Regions from separate parts of the Mus musculus genome. Here regions 2, 3, 4, 5, 6 and 7 are each linked to region 1. Evidence: chromatin contacts called from public promoter capture Hi-C data. All regions are on one chromosome and are shown on one strand. Each heading gives the region's core, a stretch centred on a gene start, on an enhancer-like site or on the middle of the called end of the contact. The rest is flanking DNA. Distances are from core to core; before and after follow the strand shown.

The links. Promoter capture Hi-C pulls out the DNA fragments that hold promoters and counts their contacts.
Region 2: a promoter capture Hi-C map of pre-B cells shows a contact between it and region 1, with 2.6 times the contacts expected there. The contact joins the promoter of Tmem63a here to the promoter of Tfb2m in region 1. A contact is called at or near these places in 3 of 39 promoter capture datasets (liver and pre-B cells) and 1 of 115 datasets of contacts at active chromatin or transcription factors (pancreatic cancer cells).
Region 3: a promoter capture Hi-C map of pre-B cells shows a contact between it and region 1, with 2.6 times the contacts expected there. The contact joins the promoter of Pycr2 here to the promoter of Tfb2m in region 1. A contact is called at or near these places in 1 of 39 promoter capture datasets (pre-B cells) and 1 of 484 Hi-C or Micro-C datasets (B cells).
Region 4: a promoter capture Hi-C map of liver shows a contact between it and region 1, with 4 times the contacts expected there. The contact joins the promoter of Desi2 here to the promoter of Tfb2m in region 1. A contact is called at or near these places in 9 of 39 promoter capture datasets (the C10 cell line, the HPC-7 cell line, cranial neural crest and 5 more), 1 of 484 Hi-C or Micro-C datasets (pre-B cells), 1 of 115 datasets of contacts at active chromatin or transcription factors (astrocytes) and 1 of 9 other capture datasets (liver).
Region 5: a contact with region 1 is called in a promoter capture Hi-C map of pre-B cells, with 5 times the contacts expected there. The contact joins the enhancer-like site here to the promoter of Tfb2m in region 1. A contact is called at or near these places in 3 of 39 promoter capture datasets (liver and pre-B cells) and 2 of 115 datasets of contacts at active chromatin or transcription factors (regulatory T cell precursor and thymic regulatory T cells).
Region 6: a promoter capture Hi-C map of pre-B cells shows a contact between it and region 1, with 5 times the contacts expected there. The contact joins the promoter of Sde2 here to the promoter of Tfb2m in region 1. A contact is called at or near these places in 2 of 39 promoter capture datasets (liver and pre-B cells).
Region 7: a contact with region 1 is called in a promoter capture Hi-C map of liver, with 7 times the contacts expected there. The contact joins the promoter of Cnih4 here to the promoter of Tfb2m in region 1. A contact is called at or near these places in 6 of 39 promoter capture datasets (erythroid cells, fetal liver, hippocampal neurons and 2 more), 2 of 484 Hi-C or Micro-C datasets (B cells and pre-B cells), 1 of 115 datasets of contacts at active chromatin or transcription factors (thymic regulatory T cells) and 2 of 9 other capture datasets (adipose tissue and liver).

The regions. Positions count from the first base shown.
Region 1 is chr1:179,544,891-179,548,938 of GRCm38.p6, forward strand. It overlaps Tfb2m (transcription factor B2, mitochondrial), which reads right to left and starts at 1,386. Exons shown (of 8, transcript NM_008249.5): 1 at 932-1,386; 2 at 8-96. The coding sequence starts at 1,241. It overlaps Cnst (consortin, connexin sorting protein), which reads left to right and starts at 1,639. Exons shown (of 11, transcript NM_146105.3): 1 at 1,639-1,726.
Region 2 is chr1:180,940,166-180,943,868 of GRCm38.p6, forward strand. It overlaps Tmem63a (transmembrane protein 63a), which reads left to right and starts at 2,353. Exons shown (of 23, transcript NM_144794.2): 1 at 2,353-2,394.
Region 3 is chr1:180,902,359-180,906,265 of GRCm38.p6, forward strand. Pycr2 (pyrroline-5-carboxylate reductase family, member 2) reads left to right here and starts at 1,916. Exons shown (of 7, transcript NM_133705.2): 1 at 1,916-2,172; 2 at 2,386-2,456; 3 at 3,516-3,695; 4 at 3,805-3,907. The coding sequence starts at 2,106.
Region 4 is chr1:178,185,668-178,189,746 of GRCm38.p6, forward strand. Desi2 (desumoylating isopeptidase 2) reads left to right here and starts at 1,750. Exons shown (of 5, transcript NM_024282.3): 1 at 1,750-2,290. The coding sequence starts at 2,249.
Region 5 is chr1:181,224,657-181,228,502 of GRCm38.p6, forward strand. The region is part of intron 2 of Gm38664; the gene reads left to right. Among named protein-coding and RNA genes, the nearest start is that of Wdr26, 15 kb to the left of the region's middle. Within about 2 kb of position 2,380, at least 97 of the 459 cell types and tissues checked have an H3K27ac peak or open chromatin away from gene starts, as enhancers often do. A contact at or near this core is called in pre-B cells, regulatory T cell precursor and thymic regulatory T cells, where this site is marked.
Region 6 is chr1:180,849,210-180,852,954 of GRCm38.p6, forward strand. Sde2 (SDE2 telomere maintenance homolog (S. pombe)) reads left to right here and starts at 1,942. Exons shown (of 7, transcript NM_145943.1): 1 at 1,942-2,083. The coding sequence starts at 1,964.
Region 7 is chr1:181,148,326-181,152,185 of GRCm38.p6, forward strand. It overlaps Cnih4 (cornichon family AMPA receptor auxiliary protein 4), which reads left to right and starts at 2,606. Exons shown (of 5, transcript NM_030131.3): 1 at 2,606-2,736. The coding sequence starts at 2,668.

The DNA.
Region 1 (4,048 bases), core at 136-2,635:
AATATACCTCCAAATGTGGAATAAAAGTCTTTTCACTTTCAAAGGCAACCACTCTGGCACCAGCTTTAAGTAATGCCCCAGTCAGGATTCCAGGACCTGGTATATTAACAGAAAAACTTTATTTGCAAAATAAACAACATACTGTCTGATTCTGTCTCTCCATTTCTATCTGTCTGTCTGTCTGTCTGTCTGTCTCTCTCTCTCTCTCTCTCTCTGTGTGTGTGTGTGTGTGTCTTTCTCTTCCTCTATTTTTAAGACAGGATCTCACTGTGTAGCTCTGGCTGTCCTGGAATTCACTCTGTAGACCTCGATGGCCTCCAACTCACAGATCAGTCTGCCTCTTGCTGGGATTAAAGGTGTGTGCCATTGCATCCGGCCACAGTCACTTTCAAAGTCGACTTTACACAAGCTTCAACGACACAATGTTTCCAGATAACATTCTTTTTGCATATAGAAAACTATGATTAGGCAGTTACCTTGAACCCACAACATCTCAACAGGTAAGCTGTACAGCCTTCTGTCTGTCAGTGACAGCAACACTTACTGTCCTAACAAATGTCACTATTTCCTAGAAGAAAAACAAGTATATAAGATAGTATGTAAGATTGCGACTACCTCTTACTCACGGACTATTTGAATGTTTAGCCATAAAAATTACTGTCAAGTCTAAACGAAATGACTGTCAGTAAGAAGTGATGCTTAAGAAAGAAAAAAATACAATTCAGGGTCAATGAGAACGCTCAGAGGGCAATGGCGGTTGGCGTAAAGCCTGAACACTTCGTTTCAATCATTGAGATCACAAGTGTAGGGCGAGAACTGACTCTCGCTAAGTCGTCTTCTGACCTAAACACGCGCGCATACACAATAAACAAACACTAATTTAGGATATTGGGCACGTAAACGCTAAGGGCAAAGCTTCTGTTCAACTCACCTGGATTGCACTCTAGTATAATTTGACGGGATGGGTTTTGGTGCTCCAGCAGGTCCCGTACCAGGTTCCTGGCCGCTTTCTTACATGCTATGTGACGCGTAGGCTCCGATCGATTCCTGGATGTCCACGGGGACGACTCCTCCAAATCAGAATCAGGCAACGGCTCTATATTGAAGTCAGAGAAGCCGCGGCGGTTCCTCGTTTGCCAGTCCTTCCGCGTCGCCGCTCCGGACCCTAGAATGCAAGATGGGCCGCGGGCCAACGCTGACAGCGCGATCCGCGGGGGAAGCCGCATCGCCGGTCCCCTCATCCTCCTCTAAAGTCCACCTCAAACACCAGTTAAGGTAGCCTCTGCGAAGAACGCAGAGCACCCCATCACACGTGCACACATTTCACCACCACACTAGGCCGGGCGGAAGTAAACATTACGAATGGCGCATGCGAACGACCTAGCCTCAGTCCTTTGCTCACTCGCTTCCGCTTCCGCCTAGGCTCCGCCCCCAGGCTCCTGTGCGTGGACTCTCCGGGTGTGTCCGTGCTGGAACTCTATGGTCGCCCGCCCTCCGCACTTCCTCTCTAGCCGCGGTCTCGCACTCTATGCTCCTCGGTCCGGCCGCCAGCCGGGAGGGTTGCGCAGAGGGAGGCGGGGCGGGAAGGCTAGAGGTGTCCGATCCTCCAGTGCCGCGGGAGACCCGAGCCGGCGGTGTGACAGCTCGTCGGCCGCCATGTCAGCGCGCGGGGCTGGAAACAGACCCGGCGCCCGGCGGTAGCCCTTGCATTGCCTCGGATGCCCAGGTAAGACCAGCAGCCCGGCTGCAGGGGATCAGCCGGCTGGCGGCGACCGCCGAGCTGTGGGGAGTCGCTGGCTCCTCCCCGGGCGCTGTCCTCCCCGGAGTTGCAGCGGGTCCCTCTCGCATCCGCCCCCTCTCGGATCTCCTGTTTTCCCCGCTTTTCTGCGGGTACGCGGTTGTCGCGCGTCGCGCCAATTTCTCCGCGCGCGCTCCCCTCCCCGGGGACCCGGCAGCTTCTACTCCGCGTCGGTGTCTCTGTTCGGTGGCCCGTCGCCTGTGCCAGCTTCCCTGCGGGTAGCTTTTATTTGCCCCCATATACCTTCTTTCCCCTCCACAGCTACCTCTTTGGTTGTCAGGAACCGCCGAGTGCCTCCCTTCTTTCCCTCCCTGTGGGCCAAGATTTACCTTTTCTTTTTAATATGCATGTTTGCAAGACTGAAATTTCAGGCTGAAAAATTTTAATATTTGAAAGCTTAAAATTCCTTCCCATGTTTAAAAGGATTAAAGCCTTAGGAAGCTTCCTTATTCTCTGTGTAAACTTAGTTAAGCACATTGTACCGTAGAATGCAATTTAAAAGGCCGATTGCAAAGACTAAAAATAGGATACTCTAATGGGAATTTTGGCAGTGTTAGAAGATCCTTTTCTTTGAGAGTGATTTCGGTGTTTGGGGATCGTACTCAAAGCTTTGCCCATTATCCCTTCCATCAAGGCTGGAAGCTGCGGCCAATCAACTTCTTAGTTTAAAATATGTACAATCCTTTCTGCTTACTCTGCTGGCAGCATAATTGAGCTTGGCATATAAATGCACAAGGAAAGAGTTTCTCAGGAATGTGTCACCTGCCAAGTAGCCTCAAGATTGCCCTTAGCTAATGAAACTCTAGGGCGGAAAGAATTGACACCTGAAGATGGCCTTTTTTGCATGGTAAGTTAGTACACTGCAGAAGCTATTAACTGTTGTTCACTGATCTTGATTTTGTTAAGTTTTTGTTTTGTTTTTTAACATCCTTTCTTTATTGAAATTATTCTTCCCAGGCATGGTGGTAAAAGTCTGTGCTCCTGGCATTCAGGAGGCTGATTACCCACCAGTTGGAGGCCAGCCTGGGATGCATAGAGTTCAGGGCTAGTTTAGGATATAGTGAAACCATGTCTCAGGAAAAGAAAAAAAGCAAAGGTGACCCCCCCCCATTGGCATTTTGATAAACTCAGAAGGATTCTAGACTTGCACCCCTCCCCAGAGCTATATTTTAACAATTGAATATGGCAGAATGATTTTTATAATTTTTATTAATTAAATAATTAATTAACTTTACCTCACGATCCTTGCCTCCCCTGCCTCCTCTCCTCCCAGTCCCTCCCTCAGAATGATTTTTAAAAAATATCAGAGCAATAACAAAATTTACTTACCCAGTATATTCTTGAGTTTTTCATTTTTAAAATAAGCCTCTTAAGGCAAGGGGATTGTAGCTCAGTGGTAGACCACTTCGCACGTATAAGGCCCTGAATTCCAGACCTAGCACCATTTTTAAAAATTTCACAATGCCTGTGGACCACAGCCTACTCAGTCCAAGGAAACTTGGGGCAGGGTTTATTTTCCTTTTGAGTGGTTGGCGTTAGGAAAGTTATATTTATCATTGTCCTTCTTTGTTAGGGGTCAAAGCCTGGGCTTTGCACACGCGCTGGGCGAGTGCTCTGCCCTGGAGCTACCTCCCCAGCTCCCTGTTTCTGTTTGTGTATGTGGTATGCATGTGTGTGCCTGTGTAGTGTGATGTCACGTGACTGTCACTGTCCACTGTTTTGTTGAGACATGTTCTGTTCCTGACCCTGGAGCTCAGATCCTGCTGGGCTGGCTGTCCGTCAGTGTCCACGGCTCCGTCTGCCTCCATCCTCCACGCACTCAGGTTATGGGTGTGGGTCTTTGGGGATCAGGACTCAGGTTTCCATGTTTTCTCTGCAAACGCCTTCCCGCCTGAGCCCCCACCCTTGGTTAACTCAGCATCCCTGGCACTGCAGGCCTTTGCCATGTGCCTAGTTGTTTCCCTCTGCATAGAGTTAATGGTATACTTGTCTGCATTTGCAGGTACTCGAGCAATACAGAAAGCACCCACCCCATGTCCATTTCACTTTTAAAATGAATCTTAGAGTCAGCATTTAGACCTACATTTTTAGAAAAGCTTAATTAAAGTTTTTTTTTTTTCACAAATTGCTTAGCAGTTGGGGCTTTTGTATCTTGTGCAATTTTTGTGCCTTTGAAGTAATTTTTCTTTCTAATAGTGCCTGCTGGTTTCTTTATGGCTGGTTTTAAATTATTTTTCTTATTAAGTTATC
Region 2 (3,703 bases), core at 1,103-3,602, 1.4 Mb after region 1:
GGCCTCAAAGGCACAGAAATTTACCTGCCTTTGCCTCCCTAGTGCTGGGATTAAAGGCATGCACACCACTGCTCAGCTGATGTTAAATATTTTTAAAAATCAAATTGTGTGTGTGTGTGTGAATGTGAGTGTGTTTGTGTGTGTGTGCATGTGAGTGTGTATGTGAGTATGTGAGTGTGTTTGTGTGAGTGTATGTGAGTGTGTGTGAGTATGTGAGTGTGTTTGTGTGAGTGTATGTGAGTGTGAGTGTGTTTGTGTGTGTGTGCATGTGAGTGTGTGTGTGAGTATGTGAGTGTGTTTGTGTGAGTGTATGTGAGTGTGTGTGAGTATGTGAGTGTGTTTGTGTGAGTGTGTGTTTCTGTGAGTGTGTGTGTGAATGTGAGTGAGTATGTGAGTGTGTTTGTGTGAGTGTGTGTGTATGTGAGTGTGTGTGTATGTGAGTGTGTGTGTGTGAATGTGTGTGTATGCGTATGTGAGTGTGTGAGTATGTGAGTGTGTTTGTGTGAGTGTGTGTTTCTGTGAGTGTGTGTGAGTGAGTGTGTTTGTGTGAGTGTGTGTGAGTATGTGAGTGTGAGTGTATGTGAGTGTGTGTTTCTGTGAGTGTGTGTGTGTGTGTGTGTGTGAGTGCCAGCCAGCAAGTGCTTTGGAAGTCAAATGGAAACTTTAAGGAGCTGGTTCTCTCTTTCAACAGTGGGTTCTGTGGGTGAGACTCAGAGACGCAGCTGGTTAGGCTTTCGTGGTAAGCGCCTTTATCCTGAGCTTGAACCTTGAACTTCTCATCCTGTGTCCACATCCATCCACATCCGGAGTGCGGTGAGTACAGACCTGTATCACCATGACTGGCTTGTGTGTCACTAGGTATCGTGCACACTACCCAAACACTCTGCCAACTTGAGCTACATCTCTAGCCCAGGTCTTGTCAACTCAAACACTCTGATCCATCCCAGCCTTCTCTGGACCTTGAGACAACTGTAACCTGCAGAAGACCAGACATGGGAAGCCTTTCCTTCCCTTACCAAGGGCCCTAACCTTTTCTTTGGTAGCTGGGCCATTATCCTAATGACTGGGGCTAGATCCCAGGCCACAGGCCAGGCAGGTGTCAGCGTGATCAACAAAGGCAGAAATGAGGATGTGTGGGATGGGAGCCTGGAGAAGATCAGGCAGAGCCAATCTGAGGAGCCAAGTGCATAAATGACTGGGGGCCTACAACCAGGGACCTAGAGAAGCCAGTTGTGGGGTCCCTAACAAAGAAAAGACAAGGACAGAGGATGGCTCTGGGAAATTAACTGTTAGCTAGGTCTTAAGGGGTTGGAGGATGGGAGTGGGAAGGGACAGAGAACCAAAGAGGAAAGAGACACCCTGTTTCAGATAGTTGCAGGCTGGGCTAGAATCAGGACCAGGGAGGCTGCGAGAGTATTTTTATCTTTACAGTAGAAGATGAAAGCTAAAACATGGAAGTGAGGTCAGAGAAGCAGCAAAACTGTGCCTTAGGGAATGAGGATTTGCCGGGCATGGCGGTGTCAGTGTGGCAAGAACTCAGCAGCAAGCTTTGGTCCCACTCCTTTCCTTGTGTAAACCGAGACCTGCAAGTGGGTGGTTTGAGGCAGTGGCCCCTCCAGGATCCTTACTCCATTTCCCTAAAGATCCAGCGTCGGTCCTGTCCTGGGAGAGGGCGCAGAGCAGGTCCAGAGGCCGCTGTTATCTGGAAACCTCCAAGTCGCAGCCAGAACACACCAGACGCTCAGCGTGTTTGGTCCCAGTTGGCAACGCTGGTGACCCGGGGCAGAGCAGTAACGCGTGGTCCTAGGGAACGCTGGAAATGTTGTTCTTTATTTGGGGCAGGACAGAGCTTTGTAACTTTCAAGGTCCCGGCTCTCTTATGCGGCGGGACTGGGAACAGGGTAGGTCCACTGCGCCCTGGTGTTCCCCCGCCCTGAAATCCAACTGGGCCAGCTTAGAATTTCCTGGGGACATTCAATCACGAACATTTGCAGATGCTCTCCAACGCCGCAACTATCCTAGGCACGGCCCAGTGCCCTCTCAGTGGGGATGTGCTAGGGCACAAAGGAAAGGCAGTTCGGAGACGTCCTCTCCCAGCCTTGTGGGCGTTAGCTGGTCTGGTCCCGCCCCTAGACCTCCGTGAGGACGGCCACGCGTGGACCAGCGTTAGAGAACCACATTGGGGTTCACTGCCCGGCGCACAGAGCTCGAGGTCCTGCTGGGGCCGGCGCGAGCGAAGAGTCCAAATTAGGTAACGCGTGGACACAGTTCTGCGCATGTGCAAGAGGAGCCGGAGTTTCACTTTGTAACTTTTAAGTGGTGCGGACGCCACCCCGCCTCGCCAGGTACGGACTGACCACTCCCCCGGGCGCGCGCGCCGCGCCGCCGCCGCAGGTAAAGTGGGAAGGGGAGCAGAGATGGGGAGGTTGCGGCCAGCCCCTCCCAGGACGCGCCGGCCCGGGTCCTCGCGGGGCGGGGCGCCTCGGGTCGCTTTCCCCGGGGACTGTCTGGTGACAGTAGCGGGGTAGGTGGCTGGAGAGTGCCAATCAAGCCCCGCGCCGCTGGGACTTCCTGACAGCTCTTGGCTGCGTGGCGGATCCTTCCCTCCACCTCCTCGGCGGGCTTTGGAGTTTGTTTGTGGAGTCGGATCTCCCCGCCTAACCCGAAGGGCAGCGTCGGAGCCCTCTTTTCTTTAATTCCTTACGAGGCTAGACCCGGCTTGGGCGGGCTTCGTACTGTCCGGGTGACCACTCCCTCCTGCCCGGGTAGCACCGGGTGGAGGAAAACTGGGGACTTGGGAAAGGGCGGGAGGGGGAGGGAAGAGCTGAGACGGCAAAGAAACCACATCCGACAACAACTTACCCAGACCTGATAAGCCTGGCTACCTGACACCTCGGGTGAGGTGGAGTTGCTGTCTTTCTGTCCCAAACAGGAGCCAACAGCTTGTAGGGACTTTTGCAAAAGGCCTGGGAACATATTTTCTCTCCTGAAGCTTTGGCTGGGTCCCAGAGCCTGCCCTGTTGAGAGTTTGGGGTGCCAATGATATGGTGGAGTGCTGAGCGTTTGCGTGTACGAATATTCACTGGATGTGGGATGGTGGCTATTGCTAAGTGTGTACCTAGGCAGGGATCCTGAGACCACAGTGTCTAATTGCTGTTTTTAAGGCCCCCTCGCTCCTCGTAGTGATGCGGTTGGAATACAGCCTTTTGCCTTGCACATTCTAGGCGTGCACTTGGCTTTGAGCAGCATTTCCATCCCTTAGGGACTTGTTTGATTTCTTCCCTACACACACCCAGAGCCTTCTCTCTCTGGCTTGGCTGCCCCTTGGTGGGTGTGCTCCCATCTGCCCTCTCAGAGCGTGTTCCTTTGGGAAGGCAAGAACGGACTGGCTCATTGAAAGCCTAGAGAATGTTTCTGTAGCAGCCTCTGACTCTGCTGCTGCTGGGTGGGCACAGGTTGCTCCGACTGGAGGAGAGGGTCTCGGACTGTGGCTTCTGATCCCTCTCACTTGTCAAGCCTTTCTTGTTTGCTCTGCGGTATTTGATTTCCCTGATTCTAGCCCACAGGGGATATTGAGGCAGAGAAGCAGCCCTTATGTCTGCATGAGGCAGAATAGGCTACCTGGTTGAGGAGGCCCTTAGGCCTTCTGTTTTGCTTTTGAGGCAGGGTCTTACTATGTAGCCACGGATGGCCTAGAACTCAC
Region 3 (3,907 bases), core at 666-3,165, 1.4 Mb after region 1:
GATCTCATTATGGATGGTAGTGAGCCACCATGTGGTTGCTGAGATTTGAACTCAGGACCTTCGGAAGAGCAGTCAGTGCTCTTACCCACTGAGCCATCTCACCAGCCCATAATTTATTTTTTCGAGGCAGGGTTTCTTCTGTCATATATCCCAGACTGGCCTGGAACTCTCAAACATCCTGCCTCTGCCTCTAGACTCCAGCCATTGCAAGATCTGCACAACCTGTCCTGGCTTATCTCGCTGAAGTGTTCTAACAAAGACATCAAGATTTAAATCTATTCTCAGATGTCTTCAAAGGAAATAGAGAGCTATTCTCCAAAAACTGTCATATTGGTTCTCCTTCGATGGTGAGACTGAAGACGGTGAGCCCACGCCTGATATGTAAAAGGCCGGGGTTTCATCTGAAATACTGAAAAAGAAAGAGAGAGAGAGAGAGAGAGAGAGAGAGAGAGAGAGAGAGAGAGAGAGAAGAGAAAGAAAGGAAAAAAGAAAGAAAGGAAGGAAGAAAGAAGAAAGAAGAAAGAAAAAGAAAGACATAGCTTTCTACTGAACCTAATTTTTGGGTAATAGACATGGATTCCTGTGTAATACAGGGAGCTAAGGGAGGGTTGGCTGCTGCAGATTGGCCATCTGCCTAGCCTGGGACACCTCAGTACTCTGTCCCATTGTCTGGTTCTTCCTAATTCTCAGAAGGGGCAGGCGTGTTACTTAAGGATAAGACAAGGGTGAAGGCCCTGAGGCACTGATAAAAATGATGCTGGGGGCGGAGAACCCGGGGAGAGGGGAGGGAGGAGGCTGAACTGGTTTTCCTATTGGCTGGGAGGTCCGGAAGGGAAGGGCTGGACGGTAGGGTCAGGGTGGGGCACTCCTGGAGGGTGTGTCCCAAATGGCTGGGTGGGAAGGTAGCTATTCATCTACCTCACTGTAGCAGAATACAAGAAAGCAGATAGTATGTATGTAGTTTCCAATTCTAGGAAGACTGGTAGGAAGGTCCATTGAGTTCAGGAACTTAAGTCTAGCCTGGGCAACAAAGCAAGAGATTCTGGCCAGAAAAAAAAAATCGTTCCACTTTAACTGTTTGGTTCGTCCATTAATGGAATAAATACACGTTAGAATCTTGTGTAAAATAACGTTTCGGTGGCGTTGGGAAACTGCTTATGATTGGTATACTATAGAAATGTATGTACTACACGCCTATAATCCCATCCCTCAAGAGGATGAGGCAGGAAGGTCACTAGTTCAAGAACAGCCTGGGCTACATAGTGAAACACTTTCCAAAAGTCAAACCCAACTTGTGGCTGTTCCTGAGCCCTCTGGTGCGTCTGGACATGTTTCGAGAAATCTTTCTGGGAATAAACAATACAATTCTAATGGAAGAGAGGAGATGTCACTGGTGATTCGGGACAGCTCCTGAAAAGCTTCGATGCTGGGTCTCTTTGTATACTCTAAAACCACAAGGTGGGGTGGACAAACAAGCAGTCATTTCTCACTGTCTCAGCTGTTTCTCCAGGTCGCCCTGTTCCGGGTAGCAAGAGAAGTCATGCTTGGCCAACAGGCCGTGCAAGCAGTGCTTTAAGGAAATCACTAAATAAATCAACAAATCATGATCTAGTAATTCGTCTTTTCTACCTAGTTCTACTTCGGAAGGAGCATGCCGAAGCTGGCTAGCTGTAGCCTGGTGTCCATGAGGGGTACATCTCTAATAGGCGTTTTGGAGATCTCACTCCTGAACCAGAGTTAGAAACCAACTCTTCTAACCAGGAATTACCAGTGTCCCAGGCAGGGCCAAGCAGACCCGCACCAGCGGAGCTAACAGGTTCCACCCGCTGCGCGATCAGGAGGCGGGCGCACGGCCTGACGGCGATGCCGATTGGTCCGCCCCAGACCCGAGCCTCGGATTGGTTGCCTTGGACACGTGGCCAACCGGAGGCTGCGTATTTGGCGGTGGATGCTCTGGGATACTTGGGGCCTCTCTAGCAGTTCATCTGGTGCATCCCGGTTTGAAAGCTGTTCCGAGCAATTCGGGTCCATCTTTTTCCACGCGCGGACACTGACCCCGGGATCCCCAGAGTCCCCGGATCGGCGCTCGCCGGGATCCTGCGGCCATGAGCGTGGGTTTCATCGGCGCAGGCCAGCTGGCCTGTGCTCTGGCGCGGGGCTTCACGGCCGCGGGTGAGCGCGTGGTCAGCCTTCCCTCTCACCAGAGTGAACGAGTGAGTGAGTGGGTGGGTGGGCGATGAGTGAATGTGAATGGATGGTAGATTTGCATCCATCTGCTGGGAGCATAGCGTCGGAGGCCGGCACTGCTAGAGCTGCTGTTGGCTTCCATTGATGGACTGCATGATTGGGCCATGATCTACAGTTGAAAAACTTTGTTTTCTGTAGGCGTCCTGTCGGCTCACAAGATAATAGCCAGCTCCCCGGATATGGACCTGCCCACGGTGTCTGCGCTCAGGGTAGGCTAGGAGGGATGGAGGGAAGTGGGCAAGAGGAAGAGGCCCAGGAAAAGCGTGTCCGGAGATGCCCTGAGTCTGGCAGGCTCCGACTCTCCTTTAGGGAAGTCATCATTGTAAGCCCTGCACCTTCTCTGAGGCAGCCTTGTGTGGTGGGAGCTCCCAGGCAAAGTTAGTGTCGGATCCTACTGGGGTGAAAGTAGGCATATAAGAAAGGTTCTTTTTGGGCTGGTGAGATGGCTCAGCGGGTAAGAGCACAGACTGTTCTTCCGAAGGTCCTGAGTTCAATCCAGCAACCATATGGTGGCTCACAGCCATCCCTTAACAAAATCTGATGCCCTTTTCTGGAGTGTCTGAAGACAGCTACAGTGTACTTACATATAATAAATAAATAATTCTTTAAAAAAAAAGGTTCTTTTTGTTAGTCTGCTTTGAATTTCACTGCATAGCCCGTGTTGGCTTCTAAGTCTGGAAAATTCTGCTTACCGATGTTGTAAATGACAGCGTTGCTAGGGGACTTGGTGAGTTACGTAGTTTCTTTATTCAATAAAGCTTAATGTCCCAAGTCTTCTAACATCTGGCCAATGTGGGACAGGTGAGCAGATGAAGCACTGTGGATACTGTTTGTGCCTAGTATAGGCTTATGTCCCCAACGCTGTAGGACCCCAGCTATGCACCTCAGAGCCCTAGAGGGGGCCCCGTGGAGACTTGTTACTCCGGTAAACAGCTGTGAGGTTGGGAGTGGGCTTTGCAGCTCTGCTTCCAGACTCTGGGTGCTCAGCTCTTTCCATCAGTTCTCTCTCACCTGGCAGAGAGGTTCGAGATTGCTGGGGTTGAGGGGACAGCCACTTTCCTGGCCATGGTGGAGCAGCTTACCATTTTGTACCTATTTGTCCGGTGGCAGGAAAGGAAAGCTGCCATTTGGGGATAGTCACGGAGCCCTGAAGGCACAGAACAGAGTGTTGGCTACAGTTGACAGAGAGGGTCTGCTATTCTATGGGTGGCACGGGCTCAGCCATATTACCTAGCATTACGGACAGGGTCCCCTACTCCTTACTGCAGAGGATGGGTGTGAATCTGACCCGAAGCAATAAGGACACTGTGCGGCACAGCGACGTCCTGTTCCTGGCTGTGAAGCCCCACATCATCCCCTTCATCCTGGATGAGATTGGAGCCGACGTGCAGGAGAGGCACATCGTGGTCTCCTGTGCAGCCGGGGTCACCATCAGTTCTGTGGAGAAGGTGCTGTTGCCCCGGTGCCCATTGTGTGAGAGGAGGGGTGGCCTGGGAGTGGCTCAGATCCGAGGGAGCTATGTCCTGGACACTCAGTTGGCTTGCTCTCCTCCTCTAGAAGCTGATGGCTTTCCAGCCGGCCCCCAAAGTGATCCGCTGCATGACCAACACGCCCGTGGTGGTCCGAGAGGGGGCCACCGTGTATGCCACGGGCACCCATG
Region 4 (4,079 bases), core at 500-2,999, 1.4 Mb before region 1:
TTCCTGCCCTGTCCTGACTTCCTTCTGTGATAGACTGTGACCCCTAAACCTGTTCTGCCCTAAGCTGCTTTCTGTCAGAGCAGGTGTTATCACAGCAACAGAAAGACTGCCCAACAAGTCTCTAGGCTTTAAGTTCTACTGAAATGTTTATTTTAGTCAGATTAATGGTTGTGACTCCATTTCATTTATGCAAATGCCTACTCAACATCTCATGAGACTCTAAAAGGCACTGAAAATATAACATGACCTAACAGTAATTTCATTTCCCTTTCTAACCTGCTTCTCCCTCAAATGTTTGATATATTATGAATAACATACTATCTACCCAAATTTGTCAAACATCCAGGACCTATTTTTGAGACTACCCCTAACTCCCCCAACAAATTTAATGTCCACACTTTTTAATATAAGGCTGGTCACTAGACTCCCAAGATGAGGAAGAAACCAAGCCACAAATCCAAAGTGCCTTTTAAATCTCTTGCATTATATCTGTTAATAACCCATTGACCAAATCAAGCCAAAGCTTGCTAAAGACAGTAGAGAGAGGCATCAAAGGTCATATATAATTTGAGAAGCCACTTTTACAATTTACCACGTTAATGGTCATGTTTCTATTTCCCTTGCCTCATTAAAATTTCACACAGAAACTCAAGCAATTTTTAATTTTTTAAAGTTATTTATTTATCTGAGTACATCATATCTGTCTTCAGACATATCAGAGGAGGGCATCTGATCCCAAATATAGATGGTTGTAAGCCACCATGTGTTTGCTGGAAATTGAACTCAGGACCTCTGGAAGAGCAGCCAGTACTCTTAAGCATTGAGCTTTCTCTCTAGCTCTCAAGCAATCTTTTAAGAGACTTATGTACATATTCATGTCGTTCCTTGGCTCAAACCCTACCAACTCTTCATTTAAAATCCAACCTCAGAGTTTGGAGAGATGGCTTGCCCACTAAAAGTACTTGTTGCTCTGCAGAGGATCTCAGTTTGGTTCCCAACACTCAGGTCAAGCAACTTACAGCAGCCTATAACTTCGGTTGCAGAGCATCCCTGCCCTCTGTCCTCTTTGGTCACCTGCACCCCTTGCTGTCTTTGTCTCTGTCTTCTGTCTTTCTCAGTCTCTTTCACTCTTTCACACACAGAGACACACAAACACACACACAATTGATAAATCTAAAATGTAAAATAGATATTCAATCTCAGCTAACTGAAAACTCAGGATGTCTTCTGACCAGTTAACTGCCTGTCCACAGATCACCTCTTTGCTCATTATATTCTAGCCACAGAGAACTTTTATTTTGTTCCTTAAGTACAAAAAACATGTCTTATGTCTATGTACTTTTGTCTCCTCTAATTGGAATTCTTGGCTCTCTTATATTTGACTAGCTTTCTGTCATTCACGAAATGTGAATTCCGTTTTGAGGGTTAAAGGAGACTTTCTTACATCCTACTTTTACAAGGGTAACCTTCCTCCCTTTATTGCCTCACTTCTATATTTTCAAAAATTAAAAAAAAAGCAGAAGGGCTTTGGAAAACTTAGTCATCACTTCTTCACATTGCGTTGGATTCACATCTCACGCTACAAACACCAGAAACAGCACTGAAAACTAAAAGGCAAATGGAGTCTCTGCTCGCCAAGGACGAACAGCGAAGGTTCCCCTGACAAACTCTTCGCAGGACTTTCTGGGAACTGTAGTCTCCCAGGGAGACGTGAGTGCCTACAATATCCTGGTGAATGCTGGGATATGTAGTCAGACTGCTTACACGCCCAATAGGAATCGCGGGTTCTCCCTCTGCTTTCTGGGAACGGTAGTCTTTCTGCGACCTCGAGCCACCAGGGTGAAGAGGCATCCGGCCTGTCGCCATTTTAGGTCTCCAGCTGCAGAGCCTGAGAGCCTCAACGCGCAGGCGGGCTCATCCCTGGATCCTGGCCGGCCCCGCCTCCAGGGTGCCTAAAGCCCGCCCCTCGCCCAGGCCCCGCCTTCCCCCACGTGTCTGCGGCCGAGGGGAGGCGCCTGAGCTGGAGCTGCCTCTCCACCTGTCTGGCCGGGTCCTCGTACAGGTTTCTGACAGCGTCTCCCGGGAGCGGTCCCGGCTGCCGGATGCTTCCGCCCCGGCTGCGGTGGGCCGGGCTGGACGCTTAGTGCCCGGCTCGAGCCCTGCCTGAGGCGCCCGCGGGGGTGGCAGCGGCCTCCGCCCCGCGGAGACCGAGCGGCTGGAGGACGAGGCGGCGGCCGTGGGGAGAAGGATGGGGGCTAACCAGTTAGTGGTGCTCAACGTCTACGACATGGTGAGTGCGTCCCCTGGCGGCCCGCGCTGGCCGGCCCTGTCAGGGGTCGGGACCCCGGCCCGGTGCTTCCTGCCTCGCGCCTCCGCCTCCAGCTTAGTTCTCAGGGGTGGGGGGAGGGGACAGTCGCGCTGTCTTCTAATCCCGAGACTGGCCCGCGCGCCTCCTGGAGGTGTCCCAGTCAGTCCGAAAGAGGGCTTGGGCTCGAGCCTCGTCCCAGCCCTCAGCTCCCCTGGCTGTGGGCCCGACCCCTGGGCGGATGAGCCGTGTCCTATCCGCGAAGCTTCGGTCGCAGGGCGACCTCCCTCCCAACTGCCACCTGGCCTCTAAGCTGCTCAGCTCCCCTCTGCCCTGCTCCTGCTGGCCCTTGTCTGTCTCCAAATGCTCGAGGCTTCCGACAACTCTCAAGCCCTTCAAGTCTAGAAAGTCACAGCTTCGATGCGGATGCTAGCGTCTCCCCAGAGGTGAACCGGAGCCAATACACCCTCACCTCCAAGGCATCCTCATAAAAATGAAAGAAGCGAAAATTTATGTAGAAAATAGCGCCATTGAATTATTTAGCGATCACAGAGGTGATCCTAGAATCCGAAGGCCACTTTCCAGGTGATGCAACAGGTGGATGACGTGACCGCTAGAGAGGGAAAGACAGCCTTGTTTATTATGTCATCTAACTTTGAAGAACTGAAAACATTCAGGCTAGGGTTCAAAGGCTGGATCCCCTCAGGTTCCAAGTGCAATAATACCCCTAGAAGAAGCACCTGGTAGAGAATGATCGCCGCAGGGAGGCTACGTTTGGGTGTGTTCACTCTCCTTTGGTTACTTAATTTTTGTTTTGTAAAGGATAGCCTTCCCCTGAAAAGCCTGAAATTTCTTGGCTATGCATTGACACATGAAATTTCTCCAGCATTATTTCTGTTGGCTTAAAAGTACTTAGAAGAAATTCAACAGTAAGAAGTCTTGGCTCTTAATTACAGCTCTAAGCTCTTTCTTCTTTGTATTGTTTATAAATTTTTAAATGAACAGGGAGCTATTGATAGAAAAGGATTCCTCATGCTATATCTAGAAGTTAACGTTGACAGGGCATGGTCTGCTGGTAACTAGAAGCGAGGTTTCTCTTCTAGTAGGTTCCAGTGTAAGTCTGGAGATGAGAGGTAGAGTAACAGACTAGGAAAAGTTAATCATGAAGGGAAAAGTTGGATAACTGGAGCAGGAGATTCGAGAAGAGCATGCGTATTGTATGACTAACAGCCTACTCTACTGGTTAATAAATTATTCTCTGGATTTAAACTTTTTGTGTTCCATGGGAATCTTTTCTTAATTAATTTTGCCCCCTGTTGTTGTTTAGTTGTTGTTTTGAGGCAGAGTTTGTGTAGTTCTGGCTATCTTGGAACTATCTTTGTAGAACAGGCTGGCCTCAAACTCTCAGAGACCCTCTGCCCCTCTGCCCCTCTGCCCCTCTGCCCCTCTGCCCCTCTGCCCCTCTGCCCCTCTGCAGGGATTGAAGGTCTACACCACCATTGTCAGCTTTAATATTGCCCTTTTAGTATTTCACTGCCTCTTGCCTATCAGACTTTGGATTTTTTTAAACTGGTGAAGACTCTTATAAACTATTCCTCAGGATATGTTTTACTCTGGAGAATATATATTGAAATATCTATATTTTTTAAAGATTTATGTGTATGAGTACACTCTAGCTGTCTTCAGACACATCAGAAGAGCACGTCAGATCACATTGTACATGATTGTGAGCCACCATGTGGTTGCTGGGAATTGAACCCAGGACCTTTGGAAG
Region 5 (3,846 bases), core at 1,130-3,629, 1.7 Mb after region 1:
ACCTCCCTAAAAGAATATGGAATATTTCTCTGTTTTTATTGTTCTCTTCCTCCTCTTACTTGTCTTCCTCATTTTTCTTTGTTCTTTGACTAAGTATTACTATACAGCCATGTTCTTGGGTGCTGGGATTTCAAGTATGTACCCCTATGCCCACCTTTGTATCTTTTTAAAAAAAAAACACAATCTTTCCTTTTTCTTTTATTTATTATTGTTTGTGTAGGAGAGGGACATACATGTGCATGCCAAGATGTGCACATGGAAGTCAGAGGACAACTTATGCAAACTGATTCTCCTCTTTTACCTTTCTGTGGGTTGCAAGAATTAAACTCTGGTCATTGGACTTTGGGGTCAGCAGCTGAGCCACTCCACTAATCCCATGCTTGCTCTCCTCCTGGGTGCTTTGTGACTTCTTTATACAGGAATCTCACATCCTTTGTTGGCTTTATTCCTATTTACTAGTTAAATGGTATCCCATTTGGATTTTCATTTTCTTTTCCCTGCCCCAGTGCTAGGCTATGGGCAGGTACTTCATCATCAGGATACATGAAAAGCCTGTGTCAGGCCTGGATTTCAGCCTTGACTGTGTTTCAATAGCTTGTGATTGTTTCCCGCTGCCAGTCTTCAGTACATCTGGTGTCTGATTCTTCTCAAAGCTTCAGCCTTCAAGTCACCGTTTAACAAGGTTGAGAGGAGAGACTCTGAAGTCTACTGAGGATGATGGAAGACTGTGATGGGCCAAGTGCATCCTGAGGGAGCTGGGGCCAGGCTAAACCCACCTGACACAGGTTAAGCTTTAGGAAAGGGAGGATGTCGTGGTGTGTGTCACCAGTGCCTGTCTTCTAGCCTGGGGGTGGGGATATGGACGTCTGTCTTTCTCTGGTCTTCTGGAAGTGGGTATCATGGAGAAGGAGTGGGGGGGGGCAGCAGGTGAGAGGTTGGGGTCTCTGGTAATTCAGAACACTCGGGATCTAAGCTGCTCGTTACCCCCTTGGCATAGTAAGGAAGAAGGAAGAAGGGCATTGGCTTTTACTTCCTGATGAACTCCTAGAGCTTTTGCCTGTGGCAGGACCCACCAGGGGCCTCCTAAGACCATTGGGCACCATGGTGGTAGCACATTTAGCTTATGTTTATTGAGTGCCACGTGCTGGGTGGGTTTTATCTACTTTTTGAATATTAATATTTTTTAAAGATTTATTTATTATATATAAGTACACTGTAGCTGTCTTCAGACACTCCAGAAGAGGGTGTCAGATCTCATTACAGATGGTTGTGAGCCACCATGTGGTTGCTGGGAATTGAACTCAGGACCTCTGGAAGAGCAGTCAGTGCTCTTAACCACTGAGCCATCTCTCCAGCCCAAATATTAATATCTTTAATAATCACAGTTACCCTCATAAGATAGGCCAGTTAACACTATTCTTTGAAAAGGAATTATGTGTATGTATCTGTGTGAGAGTATGCCACATATTTTGTGGTGCCTAGAATAGGGTGCTGGACCTCCTGGGGCTGAAGTTACAGGCAGTTGTGAGCTATGTGACATGAGTACTGGGAACTGAACTCAGATCTTCTGCAAAGGCAGCAAGAGCCCTCAACCACTGAGTCTCTCCATCTCCCAATAGTCCTCATTTAAAACAGTTCTTATTTTATCTGCGTCTGTGTGAGGGTGTTGCATCCTCTAAAGCTGGAGTTACAGACAGTTGTGAGCTGCCATGTGGGTGCTGGGAATTGTACCCTGGTTCTTTCAGAGGACACATAGTGCTCTTAACCACTGAGCCATCTCCCCAGACCCCCTTCTTCATTTTTTTTTTAAATGAGGGCAGAAACTGCACCTTAAGACTAATGACCAAATCACATAACTCATAAGTGGCAACACCAGTGTTCAAACCCGAGGTGGCAGGTCCCAGAACCTGTGCTGCCCAAATTGGATGACCTTGCATGGTAGATGGTAGCTGCAGATGGAGACCAGAGGACAAGGGAGGGATTCAAGGATTCCTGCGGTGTCTGCACAGCCAGCATGCTCTGCTTGCTCTGAACTTAGTTAGCGGGTGTGAGGTGTCTCGTGGGGACTGTTGGGAATGCCTTGCACCTTGCATTGCGCTGAGGCTGTACACAGGTCTAAGAGCGACTTTATACACTAAGGTCAAGAGAAGGTGAGGTAATCCTAGCTTAATCGTTAGGTCAAATTGACAGGAGAAGTATAACATCCATTGATTTATCAGTTTTATCACCTTAAGATTTCCTTGAACTAACTGGAAGCTGACTTCTGGTCTTTTGTCTCTCTGAGGTTACAAGCGTGTCTATATTTAGATCAATAGTCACGCTTCTGTGGTGATGGACCAGTGTGTGCCTCCAGAAACGGCTGTGAGCTGAAACCGCATGTGTGTCCTTAGCAGAGAAGTCAACGGCTCTGTAGGTCTGCATACCCTCGCCAGAGGGACTCTGCACAGACTCGCTTAGTAAGCAGATAAACAAACTTTGTGCTCGCACATAGCCGGCTGCTAGGCCAGCCTCCACTCGTTCACGGGAGCCAGGGGCCTCCTGTTTAGCTCCAGACCCAGATCTTTTCTCCTGTCACCATTGCCATTAATATTTTGCTTTTTTTTCCCCCTCCCAATCTGGATTAGATGACAGCCTCCTAAATGCTTTGTGCTGTTTCCTAACTAGTTGCCTTTACTGCTACCAAGATCATTATAGTAAGGAATAAAAACAGTATCACTTGGAAGTGTTTTGGATGGTTCTCTGTACATATAAGCCACAATCCAATATCCAGAGACTTAGAAGTTGGCCTCTTTTTTATGGCCCTCTATCCCTCACACCAGCTACCCCAGATCTCCTGCTTTCAGAGTGCTTTCATAGTCTGTGCATCTGTTGTGATTTTCCTCACATGACCATTCCTAAATCCCCATGGAGGTTGTCCTCAGAATCATCTTGGGAAGAAGCGGTTTTCTTACCCTACCAAGCTCTGCCTTTGAGGAAGGCCTTACTGCAGTCTCGGTCCACCACAGGTACCTGGCAGGCATTTGCCAAATGGATTCTTCTCTCCACCCAACTCTCCGTCCAACTCCAACCAATGTCTAAAGCACTTGCCGTATGTCTAAGGTGCTGTTCTAGGCCCTGGAACTATGTGGTGAACAAGACAGACTCCTATGGAGTTCCTATGAAACTTATATTTTTATACGCTCACATCACTGTAAATGCTCATTTTAGATTCTGTCTTCTAAGGAAGACCCAAAATAAAAAAGAAAGAAACAGGAAATAAATCACATGGCGCGCAGTGCTAAGCCGAGACTTTAAGTTGGGTCCCATGACGCAGATGCTTTCTTTGTGTTGGGTGGTTAGGTAGGGCCTCTCTGAGGGGCATCCTGAAGGCTGAGATCTGCATCAGCTGCTCTCAAGATCGGGCAGAGAGCATGCCAGGCAGGGGAGACTACACAGAGGCTTTAGAGAAAGCACAACCCAGCTTTTAGAACAAGCACGCTAGTTAGCTGAAAGACACGCAGGAACAGAGCAGAGTGAGAAAACGCCTCTAGGGCGCTGAGAAGCGAACACGTGGACTGCAGTTGGTTTGAGGACCAAAGGTAATCATTCCTTAAAACGCTGCATTCTTGCTGGCAGCTGCTAATAGCAACATAAAAAGGCCCTGTTGTTCCTAACTGATGCACAAACGCTCTCAGGAATGAGGTTCCGCATGCCCGCTTCTTCCTGTCACTTGCAGCCAAGTCATCGTGTCGGAAAGGCCGGTGTGAAGAAGGTACCTGATTTTGATTCACACGAGTTCCCATCATCCCTTGGGCCTTTATTTTGCCTAAGATCCATGATTAATAAAGCCACGAGAAAACAAATACT
Region 6 (3,745 bases), core at 692-3,191, 1.3 Mb after region 1:
GCCATGCCTTTCAACTCTGAAGTCTCATTCTCTCTCTCACTATTTAAATGAATTTATAGGTACCAATTCAAATTGGTTTCTGTATCCTCCGAGTAGAATGTCCTAAGTTAGTGGAAAATATGTTTCTTTAGATGCACACCAGGAATAATTAAGTTAGACTGTAATCCATCAAACAGCCAACTAATATTTATGTAACATCTATTTTGTGTATTTCACGGTGTAAGGAGCTCATTGTGAAGGTTTAACAGATTATAGATTGCTCAAGAGGTCTGTGTCCTTGAAAAGCTAATAATGGTTATTTTGTATTTTAAATGACAAATGCTTGCTGGTTGCTTGGGTCTTCTTCATAACAGAGATTTAAATATAACCGAGGGGTAAAGAGTGAATTCATTCAGACATTAGGTTTTTGGAGAGCAGTAGTAGATAGTTGTAATAAATGACGTGGACTTTTCTTGTTAGAAGGGAATCCTTCTGGGACTTTCCAGCTTACAAAGCATTATTCTGACAAAGAAATGTTACATAACCCTAAACTGACCATGATCTGGTTCCTTGCAGAAGAAGAAGCTGCCAGGCTCTTGAAATGGTCATTTGATTCCCAAAAGGTGAAAAAAATAAATTAGCAGTTAGGACCACATGCTAACGGACAGAATGGGAAAAGATGGAAGGTCACATGCTTCCCAGTTTGTCTGGAAGGTCACATGCTTCCCAGTTTGTCCTGCTTACGTATCGGATGAGACGCCTGTAGGCCTCTGGGTTACTACTACAACACTCATAAAATACTGCTTCTATGCACAACATGCTTTGTGTAATTATTCTTCATCTCCTGGAATCTTCATGGAGGCCCGCTTTCCCGCCTGTGTGCACCAACAGATCTATAACTCCACAGAACTGCAAGTCCTATTTTTGTTCATTTTCACAGTTAAAGGATTTCAAGATTTTGTGCTTTCTCCTCAGCGATTAGTTCCATCGGCCTGCATCTTAACAGCCGAGAATATGGCTCTGCGGGCCAGGGCATCTGTGTTCAGGAGACTGAGTTATCCTCCCGATAATCCTCCCAGCTTCATGCTAGCAGCTTTTAAATTGTTTAGTATTTCAGAGACAACATCATCTCAGCATATTAAATATTAAGGGCCTCCCTCAGCACCCGAACCTTAAAGTTGTTCTCTGTAAAATCTGCGCGAGTGTTCCCAGGGCACAGAAAGAACGTTACAGCGGGGGTTTTTGGAAGCAGTATGGCTATAAACGTCACTCCCGCCCCTGCCGTTCACAAGGGCCCATTTGCTGTGAAATATTTTGAAAACACAGCTGAAGCGGGGACAGCGCAGAGCGCAAACATGCAAAAATAGGAACGAGCCGAACGTGATGGAAGGAACGTGAAGGGGGGTTCAGGAAATGAACATAAACCTCTAGGGAACTACGCAGGCCGGGGCTGCGGTTTGGGGACCACTGGGGGCCGTTCTCTAGGACTGGGAGGCCTCGCGGGTAGAGGAAGCCGTTTTTCTCCCCGCAGCACCGGGAAGCAGTGGCTGCCTGGGACACAGCCCTCCCAATCCCAAAAATAGCTGCACAAACCGGAGTGGCGCGCTGGCCTGCGGCGCTGGGCGGAGCCACGGGCAGCTTATCACCCCCAGCCAAAGCGCTGTAGCCCAAGCGCAGCAACCGCGCCCAGAGCTCGCCCTTTATAGCCAGTCCCTTGAGCCCCGCCCTAGCAACCGCCCCTAGCAACGCCTAGCTCCAGCGCTCCGCGGTCTTATCGGCCTCAGGCAGGCCTTTCCTGTCCCCCTCCCCCACGCCAGCTCGCGTGACGCCGGGCCACGTGACCGCCTTCCGGAAAGGCGGGGGTGAGTGGTGGAAACCCGGGAGGCGGGGCGCTGGAAGACGAGGCCTTCCGTCATCGAGATGCGACCGGATGGCTGTGTCGCCTAGTGCCTGTCGCAGTCCAGAGGTTCCGTCACCAGACGAAATGGCGGAGGCTGCGGTGGTGGCGTGGGTTCGCGGCCCCGGTACCGTGTGGAAGGCGCTGCCGTGTGCCTCGGTTGGGTGCTCCGTGCGCGATGTGATCTACCGACACTGCCAGGAACAGGTGAGGATGGCGGTTCCCGGGAAATGGGGGAAAGAGATCACCAAGCCAGGCTGGGTTCGTCGTTGGGTGTTTCTGACTAATATGGGGACATTCCTCTGCTAGTCTATGGCAGTCGTTGTTTTGTCCCCACGTCGTAAGAGAATCTCCGTCCATTTACTGCGCTTTGTCCAACCTCGACTACAAACTCTCGTTCTGTTTCTTTTATCCCCCCAAATGATACCTTTAAGGTTCTCTTCTTACATTCACATTATAGATAGGAATATGCTTTCTTACCGACCCTCAGGACACCCATCCAGGCCAAAGAACGGTTAGAGAAGGATATGGAGTCATCCTGACAGAGCCAATCACTCACAGATATTCTTGGGCCTCTTTAGACTCTGCCATGTGGATATAAAACCCTGGTTAAGTGCTTCTAAAGTTTTAAGCTTTAATTCCCAAAGAAGCAGGCTTATACTGACTAGGAAATCTCAAACCTCTTCAATCATCTAAAGAGTTTACTGGGTTCCCTGAGTCTAATTTTAATCTGGGCGTTTGGTATAGAACAGTTTTTCTGTATGACTGCGCCTTCGTTGTAGTCTGTTTTCTCTGCTTGTTATGTAGAAACATAACAAATGTTAAAATACCAAATCTGTTCCTAAAGAGACTTGGATGAGTTCCAAGAAGAATATGTGATTTTCTAATTTCTTTGTCCTTTAAAAAACAAGGACAAGAAAGTCTTTCCTTGTAGCCCAGGATGTTCTGAACATACTGGAGGGCTGGGATTATTGGTGTGTCCCACCACATCTAGCCTTTGTTTTCTTCTCTATTCTGCGGTCTAGTAAGAAAAACAGAACCTTTTTTTAGCCATTCGAATTCAGATACTTTCCAAAACAGGTGACTTTTCAATGTATTTGAAGAATAATTTTCAAGTTTTATTTTTAAACTTAAAATTGATCCATAAACAATAGAATCTTAACAATGAGGAGTGTTGGAAATACACTTTTTTGAAAGGACACAGAAATAAGGCTGGGCCTGGTGGTGTATGCCTCTAATCTCAGCACTTGAGAGGTTTGGGGGTTCTTAGCCACGTCTCTATAGTGGTTTTGGGGCAGCCTGGACTATGTGAAACCCTGCTTGAAAGCAAAACAGCCTCCTATCACCTCGTCCTTAGATTTAACAGAGGCACTGTACATGGACTATGGGAGTCCAGACATCCAGAAAAAACCCCCAATAGAATTGAGTTTGGAGAACAGGTAAGCAGAAGCAGTTATCAGAGAGCATTTGAGTCTGTCTGTTACTTAACAACAGTAAATGTGAGTGCAAGCAGCTTACTAAGGACAGTTTGATGAAATAGGAAAAATCAAGATAGTTCAAGTTCAAGCTATACTTTTTAAAGCAAAACGGTTCTGATCCATGAAGAAGTTTTATCTCTCGCTGAGAGAGGAAGACCTCTGCCCTGTTGATCATTAGCCTTAACAGACATCAGTAAAGGTGACTACAAGTTAATAGGAGACTCCCAAGGACATACTGCAGTAGTAAAATGCTGTAAGGACCTTGACAATCTACTCCTTTCTTATTTGCTGGGGGAAAAGTTGGTTTTAAAAACTGGAGATGAGAAGAATTCGGCTGCTGAAGGTGTCAGTAAGACAGCAACTTTCTGCTGCCCTTTGTCATGAAGGCCCA
Region 7 (3,860 bases), core at 1,356-3,855, 1.6 Mb after region 1:
GGCAGATGCTGTGCTGGAAGCCTGCTATCTCAGAGGCAGAAAAAGCACCTAGCTGACCTTCCTACTCCACCGATGTCCCAGAAGGAAGAACACTTTCTCCTTCTCCATGCTGTCTTAAATACCCTTCAACTCAAAGCCCTTCCTTTCTGTTTACTTAGAGTTCACTCCTCTTCAGCTGCTTGCTTGCTCTGCCTCTTGACCTAGACTTAACTTCATTTAGCTCTTGGATTAAAGGTGTGTGCTAGGGCAGGGCCACACCACAGGTACTTGCTTATAGCAAACAGAAATCTCAGTGATCAAAGGCAGAGCCAGACCACAATTAGAAACAGTTCACAGTCTCTCGGGGTTCACCACGTGGTGATGAAGTATCCTGCAAAGCAAGGCTACCAGCTGACTTCGTCTCAGGTCATAGTGCAAAGACCACAAGACCTCTCTCCAAGCGACTTGCCTTAGAATGGGCAGGAACTTTCCCTTCTTGAGCACTCTTTATCTGTGGAGCTTTTAGAGGCACACCCAAGCCGCACCTCCTTAAGACACACCTAACTGCATGTGACAGGCCAATATCTAGACTTTTATATTTTGCTAACAATTAGATTTTCTAAGTACAATAATCAAATGTCTGTAACAATACTTGGCCTGCTAACTTTTTATGCTGATCATTTCCTTCTCATAAATTTTGATTCCCTGTAGAGGAAATCTTTTCGTACTGTCCAGAAACATCACCTGTCAGTAAAAAAGCCTATGGCCAATGAACTGAGGCAGGATTAGAAGATGGGACATCCGGCAAAGGGAAATGGAATTCTGGGAAATAGTTAGACAAGGGAGATATACCCAAATGCTGAAGGAGATAGTTGCATAACACTGAAGATAGGTAACCAATTATGTAGCGGGACTTAGAATAAAAAAGCTGGGTAATTAAGTTATGAGCTAGAGAATAACCCGAAGCATTAAGTCATTATCTTGGGGAGCTTGTGTGCAGGTGGAAAAGCCTGATGCTACATTTCCCGGTATTTGACATTGCAACAATGCTTTTGAGTTTTAGGTAGAATTAAGACAAAATTCATCATAATGGGAAATGGTAATTTAATAATTGTGGTTAGCGGGGGTGGGGGTGGGTGGGGTGTGTGTGTGTGTGTGTGCTGTAGAGATGGCTCAGTGGTTAAGAGTACTGACATCTCTTTCAAAGGTCCTGAGTTCAATTCCAAGCAACCACATGGTGGCTCACAATCATCTATATTGGTATCTGATGCCCTCTTCTGGCATGCAGACATATATGCAGGTAGAGCACCCATACATTAAAAAATTTAAACAAACAAACAAAATAATTGTGGTTAATTGTGGTGTGAGCTATTACATTTTCTCAGGATAAAAGACCATCTAAGGGATGTAGGACAGGCCCAGTGTGGTGGTAAAAAGGGTGCTGGATCCGTGGAGATGGAATTACAGACAGTTGTGAGCTGCCATCCAGATTCTGGGAATGGAATCCAGGGAGCCATCCCTCCAGCACACCCCCTACCCCATCCTGTTTTTTTTTCTTTTTTCTTTTTAAGCACAGCAAGTGCCTACTGTCTTGGGCCTCTCTGCTCCTTGTAAATCGTCCAACCCTGTGTGAAACCCTCAGCCTGGTCTCTGCTGCTCTTCAGGGGTTTCTTCCTGCCCTTCAGGGTACTTGGGACTGCTTTTAATTTCTGTGGTTTATTCTATCTCCCCTACACTTACTATGCAAGGTGCAGGCTTGTGGGTGCCTCCCCTCTCTGTTCATTGTGTCTCTTAAGACCTAGAACAGTGCCTCACATACACTACCTGCTTTAAATTTAAATTTAAAATGAAAGTTAAATAAATGGATGAGCGAGTGAATGGCTGCTGGAATTGGCTTCCAAAGGCAACAGAACCCACCCAAGTTCTGTTTTGAATATTTAGTTGCTACTTTATTGCCCTTTTAACCACCAGAGCAGTTGTTTGCTCTGTTCATCTCTGCACTTGAAGTGTACAGTAGCTCTTGGTCTATAGTAAGGGTGTAGTAAAAATTATTTGCCTCCCTCTTTAAAAAAAGGTTGATAACTGGATTCTGTAAAATTCTTCAAATTCAGAGGTGAGAAAGCTTGCTGTTATCAAGAATTGGCAAGCAACTGGGTAAGTGCTGGGGAAACAGGTCAGGAACTGAAGAGCAGAACTCAGTGGCTTTGTATTTGAGATGAAAAGTTATAGAATGCAGGAGGGTAGAGAACAGGCGTTAAAGCAGCCATGTGTGGAGACCTATGCCAATAATCCCAATGCAAAGAGACCCAAGTTAGAGGCCAGGCTGGGCTTACAGAGCAAGATCATACCACTCGCATACAAAGCGCATTCCACAGAAACCAACAATGATAGGCAAGGAAGGATGGATACAAAGTGAAAGAGAGACAGAAAATTTCATATGATAGGCAAGGAAGGATGGATACAAAGTAAAAGAGAGACAGAAAATTTCATACAGGGTGAGTAACTTCATGCAGTGGATACTAAATGAGGGTGAGGTCCACCTGCTATGCTCCCTGGGCACTAGTGAACTTCATTTCCCATCATGCATCGCGTCGCGGAGGTGGCGTTTTTGGACCACAACTCCCGGCATGCCGCCTATCCCAGCGGCGCGGCCCGAAGCTGGTTTGACGGGCGGAGCGGCGGCGGAGGATGGAGGCGGTGGTGTTCCTCTTCTCGCTCCTCGACTGTTGCGCGCTCATCTTCCTCTCCGTCTACTTCGTATCCTTGGTTGAAGCGGGCCGCGGCCGCCGCTCGTTCCCAGGGCTACCGCCGGGGCAATGGGCAGAGGGTGGGCCCGGCGGGCGCTGGCAGGTTGGGGTGAGGGGGCGGCGGCGCGGGCCCGGGTCGCGAGCGGAGGAGCCTCGCTGCGCCTCGGGCGGGCCTGAGCCAGCTCCCCCTGCCTCCTCTTCGCCTGCCTGGGCCGCCGGGGGTCCCCGAGAGAGCGAAGCCGTTCAGGGGCATAGCCGGCCGGCCTGAGGCTTTGCCGCCTTCTCTAGTCCCCGGCAGCACCCTTGCCCCTTTGTCCTTGTGGGTGTCTGCCCTTCTGGAGACTCCCCACACCCAGGAGATGACTCATTCCAAGAACTGGCGGTGTGCTTCCTTCACGTGCAGTTCTTTAGGGTTTTTGAAAGAAGCATCCACAAAGTGTTTCTGGTTGCCTTCCGCAGTGGACTATCTGTAAACTCAGTAACTATACCTGTGGCTTAATCCCCAGTTTCTAAACTTTATATATATATATATAAAATCCGTGTTAACATTCAGTATTTTCTATAGTTGTTTCTGTTACAGGTTTCAAACAGTATTTTCCAGACCAGTACATGGTGTTCTTCAGCCTAGCACTGTAGTAGTTGTGTGATGTGACTTCAGTACTCTCAGTCCTTGGGGGATGATAGTCTTTGTTACAGCACGCTGCTGTAATGCAGTAGTGTAATGCACAGACCACTTTTAAGTAATTAGATATGACTAGTAAAGTGCTCCAGGACCTGTGGCTGTTGCCCCTTTCCCTATGAAATCACGTCCTCTTTTCTGATCGAATTGAACTTTTTGTTTGTGCAGCCCTGGAATGGCTGCACAGAATATATTTCCCGCTTTTATGATGAACTGACAGTTTGTCTTAATAGGAAGAAACAAACTTTGGAACTATGAACCTTGCCCAGTACTGTATCTTACCTGCTTCGATTTTCTTTAGGATTGTAGATATGTATTTCCTAAATATACACAGTGAGAATTTGTGTCAAACACCCAGTGGCTGCCCAATTGAAATTATCTAGCAGCAGTTCTTACTTTGATGATTTCTCATGCAAAGAGCCCTGTGTTTTATTAGCTTTGAGGAACTGAATAAA